Linked DNA regions of Mus musculus: region 2 is linked to region 1. The links are chromatin contacts, called in public Micro-C maps. All regions are on one chromosome and are shown on one strand. The core of a region is the stretch at or near the end of the contact, and the rest is flanking DNA. Distances in the headings are between cores, read along the strand shown.

Region 1 (3,779 bases), core at 954-3,453:
TGAAAAACGCATTCCGTGGCTTTTGAGGCTACAGCTTGACTTGTTGAAAACAAAACAGAACTTTTAGACAATTGTCCACTAAGAAACGTAATAAACAATATGGCTAGAAGGCTTCGGATACCTTCATAAGCTATGTCTTAGTGAGGATGCTGTCTATGTATGGGGACAGCCTTGCTCAGCTCAGACCTGTGGTCCACACTGATCTGCACTCACAGGCCTCTCTGCAATGCAAACGACCCACCTCCCAAATACTAGGAAAAAGTAAAGTGTGCAGGGGAATGGCTCCTAATAACACCATTCAGGTTTTATGCAAATAACCTAAAAGTTATCCTCTAGTTAGTATTTCAAATTTTCCCCATCTGTGTGGTGTTTTCTGTGAATCTGGAAGGGACTGTACCTGGAAGTGGAACGTGAAGGCTGCCAGGAAGAAATCCCAGCAGAAAATGCCGTCTTGGGTGGAAAGGAATCCTGTCAGGGGGATAGTCTTGGGAAAAGAGGAGAGGTAAGGAAGGAAAGACTGAGACGATGCAGAAAAGGCTAAGCAGACTGATGTGATAGGGGCTTCTTGCACTTCTTTGGCGCTTGAGCAGGCTCAAAGGTTTGGAGGTGAGCAAGCGGCTAGGAAGTATCTGCAGTGTAGAACAATCAGGAAGGAAGGCAGCAGCGCCAAGTGGCACTTGGAATCTTATTAGAGTGAGGCCGATCTTTCCCTGCCTACCACACTATGTGGAAATCCCGAGCAGCCACCCTCCCCTTGTACACACACACACACACACACACACACACACACACACACACACACAGAAACACACAGACAAACATCACTTGCTTGCAGGCACTCACTTGGCTGCACTCGGTATTCAACAAGCCAGCGTTTAAAGAACGACACATGTTCATGATGCTCAGCCTCTGTAAATTCTTTCATGCGGTCCGTGCACACACACACACAACACACAGGAACGCACACTCACACACACACACACATGCACACACACACACACACACACACACACACACACACACACACACACACGGTTCCAATGCGCTCTGCAAGCTGTCGTCACGAAAACCAGCATGGCACCATGCCGGGAACCGTGGGGACCACCGGAGCAAGCCTCCATGGCATTGGTATCTGCTCGACTTGGGGGCACCCTGGGGGCAGCCTTCTCAGCCCTGGCCAGTCACTATATGATCGACACCGCCAAGTACTCGGATTGCGATGTCTTCACTCCGTGACGGCGCGCAGACTCAGCCCTGAAGCCCCAGGGACGGCGAAAGCCAGAGCCGCCACGCTAAGCGCGCCCCACGGAACACGCAGCCCTGCACCCTAGCCTGAGTCGGTCGAAGAGGTCCCTGGCCAATTCAGCTCCCGCAGCTGGGTAGCGCCCGCCCGGGTGCCTCCCGCTGGCTCGCCACGCTGTCACCGCACTGAGTCCTCTTGGTTTTCCACATGCGCGCACAGACACGCGTCCTGCCCTTCCCCGGGCAGACCCGCACACCTGCACACATGTGGTGATGCAGACCCCTCCAGCATCCCTGGGGCGCCTCTGGCGGACCAGAGGCGGCCCCGCAGCCGGTTGTCACTCTACGGGGACCCTGCGGGGGGCTCCCAGGCACCCCTTCCCCTGGGAGATGCGCGCCGCGACGTGGCACTTACAGTTCTCAGGAACTGGATCTCATCCTCGCCTTCGCCCGCATCAGCCATGGCTCCGCGCTCCTGGCCCGGCCGGCTCCGGAGCCCGGCGGAGCCCCACGACCGCGGCCACTTATGCTGCTGCTGCTACTGCTGAAGCTGCTGCTGCGGCTTCTCTGGACGCTCTAGTCACTGCTAACCAGGATGTTCTAGGGGCTCCAACGGCTGCTACTCGGGTCGCTGCCCCTGCGGCGGCCACAGCCAGGAGCCCGAGGCACCCGGGGGGCCGCGCTGCTGGTGCCGAGAGCCCAGCGGTCGGTCCCCCTGCAGCGCGGCGGAGGCGGGCACGCGGGGGCGGCCGAGGCGCGGGGCCTCCCTGCGCCGCACGGTGCGGGAGGAGGGCAGCCCGGCGTGAGGACGCAGGGAGGAGGCCCCACTGCCCGGCGCGCTCGGCCCCGGCTCCCGCCAGCGAGTGCCCGGAGCCCGCGGAGCCGGGCTAGTGCAGCGGCGGGGGCGGGCTGGGGGCGGGCGGGGAGGAGCTGCCAGCCCCGGCTGCTGCAGGTAATCCGCAGCCCGCTCCTCCGGCCGCCAGCGCCGGGGCACAGTGCCGCTTACTGGCTGCTTGGGGAATCAACTGGCGCGTGCCAGAGCGCTCAGCCATCCCCTGCACCTGTGCCCTTCCTGACCTCAAGTCCAAGGAGCTCAGCTTCCCGCTGAGCCCTGCTACAGTACTTGCCACCCATTTCTAAGGCCTTTTGGATTGCACGGGGAACTCTCCTTCTCCCCCGGTGCACAGAATGGGGAGCCTCTACGTGTGATCGATATTTACACTTCGACTCCCTCCATACGAGATAGAGGTGGTTTTCTTAGTTATTGAGTCAGCATGCACCAGACTCATCACAGATTAAGTTCTCACCACAAGGGGCCTGGTGTGGATGGTCGAGGAGTTTTAACAAATTATTCAGCAACAGGGGTGAGAGAGAAGGCTGAAGAAGAGCACTCACTGATCTTGTAGAGGATGCGCCTCGGTTCCTAGCACCCACGCGAGACAGCTCACAACCACCTGTCACTCTGGTTCCAGGAGACCCAGTGCCCTCTGGCCTCCATGGGCACCTGAAGGTACTTCGTGCACATACATTTATTAGGCACATATGCATAGATAAAATAAGTATATATTAAAAAGTACTCAACGACAGCACAACAATCCCAGCATTCAACGACAAAGTAGGCATCTTGCCATGCATTGTGATACAAGACACACAAATTCATAATGCACCTGCGCAAGAAATTACAATAAAGTATGGTGTGCTAAGGACCAGTCCGATCACTGAATGCGCTAAACTCACACCGTGGTATCCGCGATCTGCCGTGAGAGAGCAAAGTTAAACATTCCTCCACAAATGCCGGATCCAAATCTCACAATGCTCCATGTAATCATAAGCCATCAAATCTCCATTTTAAAAACAGCTGCTGTAAGCCAGCTAGCCGGCTCAGCTGGTGAAGGCACTTGCCACCAATCCTGACTAGATGAGTTCAATTCCAGGGACCCACATGGTGGGAAGAAAGAACTCCAAGTTCTCCTCAGCCTCCACACACAGCCGTCATACACATAAATAAATAAATGTTTTTAAAAGTAGTATGTAACTATGACTAAGAAATAAAATGTCGGAAGCAACTGGGACAAGAAATCCAACACATGTTTTCTCAGTTCTAAGTGTTTTCATTTATATCACTGAAAAAAAATTATAGAGAAAGCAACGTTCCCACATGCCCAACCTACTCATAGTCAGGAGTTATACAATAAATAATTTTGCGTTAACTTATCTCTGCTACACATGTTACAGCATCTGGTACATCATTAAAACTGCCCAGAAATTTTCAGGTGGGTTACATTTTGTTTCCACCTTTCCTATTTTCGTCCTTACAAAGTTAAAGTTTTTGTCTATTTCCAAGAAAAATAAATATCTGTCCTTAAATATTCTCATTTTATAGTGGGATATCCGTATTGTAGAAGGGTACCCCCATCATCTTACCTGAAAACTTGGCAGACTCTTCTGTCACTAGAGGAAGAAACTAGAGGATTGTAGTTAAGCCATCCAAAAGGTAAATTAGAAAAACAACCCTGTAAGTAAGAAGGATTTCAGAA
Region 2 (3,779 bases), core at 755-3,254, 460 kb after region 1:
GGAGCATGGGTATCATTATAAAGGCAATGCCTGCTCTAATAAGAAATAAACCGCAAGGCTAAAACAGAGGACAGTAGCTTATTCATCAATTAATCAACTCCTCATCCTGCTCATTACAGCAAACGCTAAAACAGATCACAGCACAGGGCAATGTGAACCTTTCTTTTTCATGAAAAACACCCATGTCTGATTTCACTCACTGAGAGAAAAAAATGTTTCCAAACATTGTGAGTAAAGTTTCTGAGCTAAAACAAATGGTGTGTGTGCCATTATAATCTTTGTAAACTTGTTTTTCTTCTACCAATTGAAAAGTTGATAGAAAAGCTCAAGTTTTTCTTTGTGACAGGCCCTGAAGTGCTCCGAATGACAGGCATGGTTTCTGCCCTTGATATCAGATATTTAAAATGTGAAATTTAAAAATAAGGCAGTTTATAACTAAAAAAAATGGCTATGTTCCATGATGTACACATTATCTGGGCCAATTGCAGCACAAAGGGACCTGAGGAAAGTCCCATGCATACCCAAAGCGCAGAGCGATGAAGAGCATAGAAAGGCAGCTTTGAGAAGCAAGTCGCACACAGTTCTCTGTTAGCTATGTGGAGAAAAGGGAGCTGGTGACATGGGAAGATGGCCTGTGAAGTTCCAGGGTCTTGGACTGGTTTATTGTTCTGTTGTCTCCGCCTTAAAAGTCTTCTCATTTCCCCTGGACTTTCATTTCTGGCTGACCCTACAGATCATGCAGTGGGTCTAGATGGAATCATGGATGCGAATGTTCTCATGTTACCAGAGAGGCCAGAGGAGATTTTGAAGATGTGATTAAGGATTTTGAGATCAGGAAATTGCCTGGGTTATCCGGGTGAGCACCATGCAATCGAAAGTCTTTATATGTAGGGACACAAGAGAGATAGGGTCAGAAAGCACAGACGACAAAAGCAGGCTATGCCACTGTGTCATGTGAGGTCCTGAATCTAGGAATTTGATTGGCCATAGAAGCTAGAAAAAGCAAGGAAACATTATTCTCTAGAATATTCCAAATGGATGCAGTTTGTTTTAGTTTTCTGGCTTCCAGAATGTAAGATAATACATTGGGGTTGTTTTCAATCACTACCCTTCTGGTCATTTGTTACATCAACAATGACAAATTGATACATACTACTGAATGTAAGTTTCCTATAACTCAGGAATATCGGTAAAGTTAGCGATTACCATTAATTGATCACTTATTTGCTAGGGACTACAGGAAGCTTATGTACATAACCTTACATAATCCCAGAACAATATTTGAGGTGTAATTAAGACCACAAAACCATCTAGAATGTGTTACATTTGGGATAGTCTATGTCCCTTTAAGCTTTTCTGTGCGTTTATCCCGATTCTTCGTTTTTCACTGTATAGACTGGGGTTTTCCTTCATCCTTTAAAATGTATTATAGATTTTCTGGTGTTGGTAGAGGAGTAGTGGAGACACCAAGCAATGATACTTCTGGGGCATGTGACATGAAGGAGGTGCTGAAGACTTCCTGACAAGATGCCAGGTGGTTTTAGGTAGCTGCAGAGGTGAGAAAAAAGGCAAAGAAAGCTCTTGGGAATAGCAAGTCAAAGATTCGGCCGGCCTGGCGAGAAAATCCTGGCCCCAGTAGGTCAAGCGGTGACAAAGAGCTATTGGCATAGTGCCTGAAGACCTGCGGGGATGGGGGTGGACAGTCTTGTTTCTCAGAGCGACGAAACAGAGGTTCCACCACCTCAGGCCAACCCCTAAAACAGCACCCACTCTCCCGCCTGCTCCTGGGTGTTTTGGAGGCCTCGTGGTCCCGCCTCATTGGCCGCCGCGGAGCCCCGCCTCAGGGAGGCAGAGCGACCTCCGAGCCTGTAGTTCTCCATTTTCAAGACCTTCCCACTGTGGGGGGGCCCCAAGGGGCTACAGGGACTACAACTCCCAGAAGGCTTTGCGCAGAGGGCGTGATCATAACTGAGGACGCCGGGGGCGGGGCCTCCTGGGATGAAGCGGGGGCGCGCAGCACTGGTACATCAGTCGCTGCTGCTGCGAACGGTAGAGTGTTCCTTGCCCGAGACCGGCGCTCAGACCCCGGGTCCTGGAGGCTCCCGGCTCCCAGGCACTGCCCCCTGCTGTCGTCGTCGCGGCGGGCCGTCGTTCCCCAGCCCCGATCGGCCGAGGCGACGGCAGCGGCCGAGGTCACCATGAGTCCGGGGTTCCGCCGGGCCGTTACTGGGCAGGGGGCGGCGGCCGCGGTGCAACTGCTTGTCACCCTGAGCTTCCTCTCAAGTCTGGTCAAGACTCAGGTAAGCCCGAGGACCAAAGGCAGGGGACGGGTCACGCCGGCGTCGCCGAGAGGCCGAGGTGCAGGTGCGAGTGGCCAGCCAGGGATTGAGAACCGCGCCGGCTAGTGCGGGAAACGTCTGTAAAGCGCGGCGGGCGCGGGGACACGACACGCGTGGTGATGGTTTACGGAAGAGGAAGATGGTGACGGCCAGTAAGCGCTAGCGGCTTTATCTTTGTGATGGTGACGGGGAGACACAAGTCTTGAGTGGTGAAGGTGTTGGGGACACAAACCTCTGACATCCTTCCCTCAGATGACAGGGAGGCAGACCCTCCATCCTCTTCCTGGGCTAGAGGGGGCATTACTTCATTTCCTTGAACTTGTGCTCTAGAGATAGCTATAGGCATTACCCGCTTTATAATTATCCACCTGTCCTACGTATGCAAAGTGGCATGCCAGGTGAGCCCAGTTATGACACTGGAGGGCCTAGGCCCCTACTGTGGGCTTCTTAAGTCTATAGTGAGGCTTGCTGGCTGGACAGTCCGGTAGACTTTGACGTTGCCTTGGTTAGGCAGGTATTACTGAAGTGTTCACTACATACTCGAAAGCCAAAGCACAGCCTCTTGCCTTGAAAAGAGATAGGTTAGCTCTGCCTCTTTTAGTGAGGAAGGTTTGAACAGGTTGCCAGATGCTGCTATATCTTGTCTGCACCTGCTGCAAAGTGCTAGCTCGAAGAGCCAAAACCGAAGAAAAACAAAAGTGTCTCAGATGGCCTGATAATGAGGGGCATGCAGTTTGAAGCAATTAACACTCATTGCTAAGAGAAAAAAAAATGATGGTAACTGTGAGAGTAACCGTGTAAACATGTTTTTCTGCCTTGTTCATGGTGTTATGGTGTCCAGCATGAAGTCCTAGAATACAAGAATATTCTGTTTGTGTCCATGTGTGAGTTCTCTTGAATGATTTGATAAAAATAAACAGCTAGGAACAGTGGCATACACCTGTAGCCTCAGCTCTCAGGGGTAAAAAACACAAACAGTAGGAAAAACAGTAGGATTGCCGCAGGTTGGACGCTGGCCTACATATTGAGATTCTGGGTTAGCCAGGACTACATAGCAAGACCCTCTCTCAAAAAACTAAACAATGAACCAGTCAGAGAAAAGAAGGAAGAAAGGGAAAGGAAAAGAAACCTTTTGTTAAACGTGGAGCTTGCTGAGTCCATCTGGAACTGAGCAAGGAATCAGAATTTTAAACAAGCCTTGTAAGTGTCTGTGATGCAATTGTTCTTTCCACTATACTTTAGTCAGGCTTGGCAAACACTATGATAGGATTCTGGGTGTATCTATCAGATTTAGAAAAAATAAATTTCCTAGGCTGTCAATAGCAAAGTTACTTTGTAGTTACTAGTTTGAGTGTTTGACTTGAGTGGAGCTTACATTTAGAACTTTTAAATAAAGTCTGATTTCTTGTTTTCTTGCTTGATATATGTCATTAATTAATT

The links. A called contact is a pair of places that touch in the nucleus more often than the background predicts.
Region 2: a contact with region 1 is called in a Micro-C map of embryonic stem cells, with 2.7 times the contacts expected there. The contact joins the promoter of Ero1b here to the promoter of Ryr2 in region 1. A contact is called at or near these places in 1 of 39 promoter capture datasets (stem cell-derived epiblast-like cells) and 1 of 484 Hi-C or Micro-C datasets (embryonic stem cells).

What each region holds. Positions count from the first base shown.
Region 1 is chr13:12,104,742-12,108,520 of GRCm38.p6, forward strand. It overlaps Ryr2 (ryanodine receptor 2, cardiac), which reads right to left and starts at 2,204. Exons shown (of 105, transcript NM_023868.2): 1 at 1,658-2,204. The coding sequence starts at 1,705.
Region 2 is chr13:12,563,879-12,567,657 of GRCm38.p6, forward strand. Ero1b (endoplasmic reticulum oxidoreductase 1 beta) reads left to right here and starts at 2,005. Exons shown (of 16, transcript NM_026184.2): 1 at 2,005-2,300. The coding sequence starts at 2,199.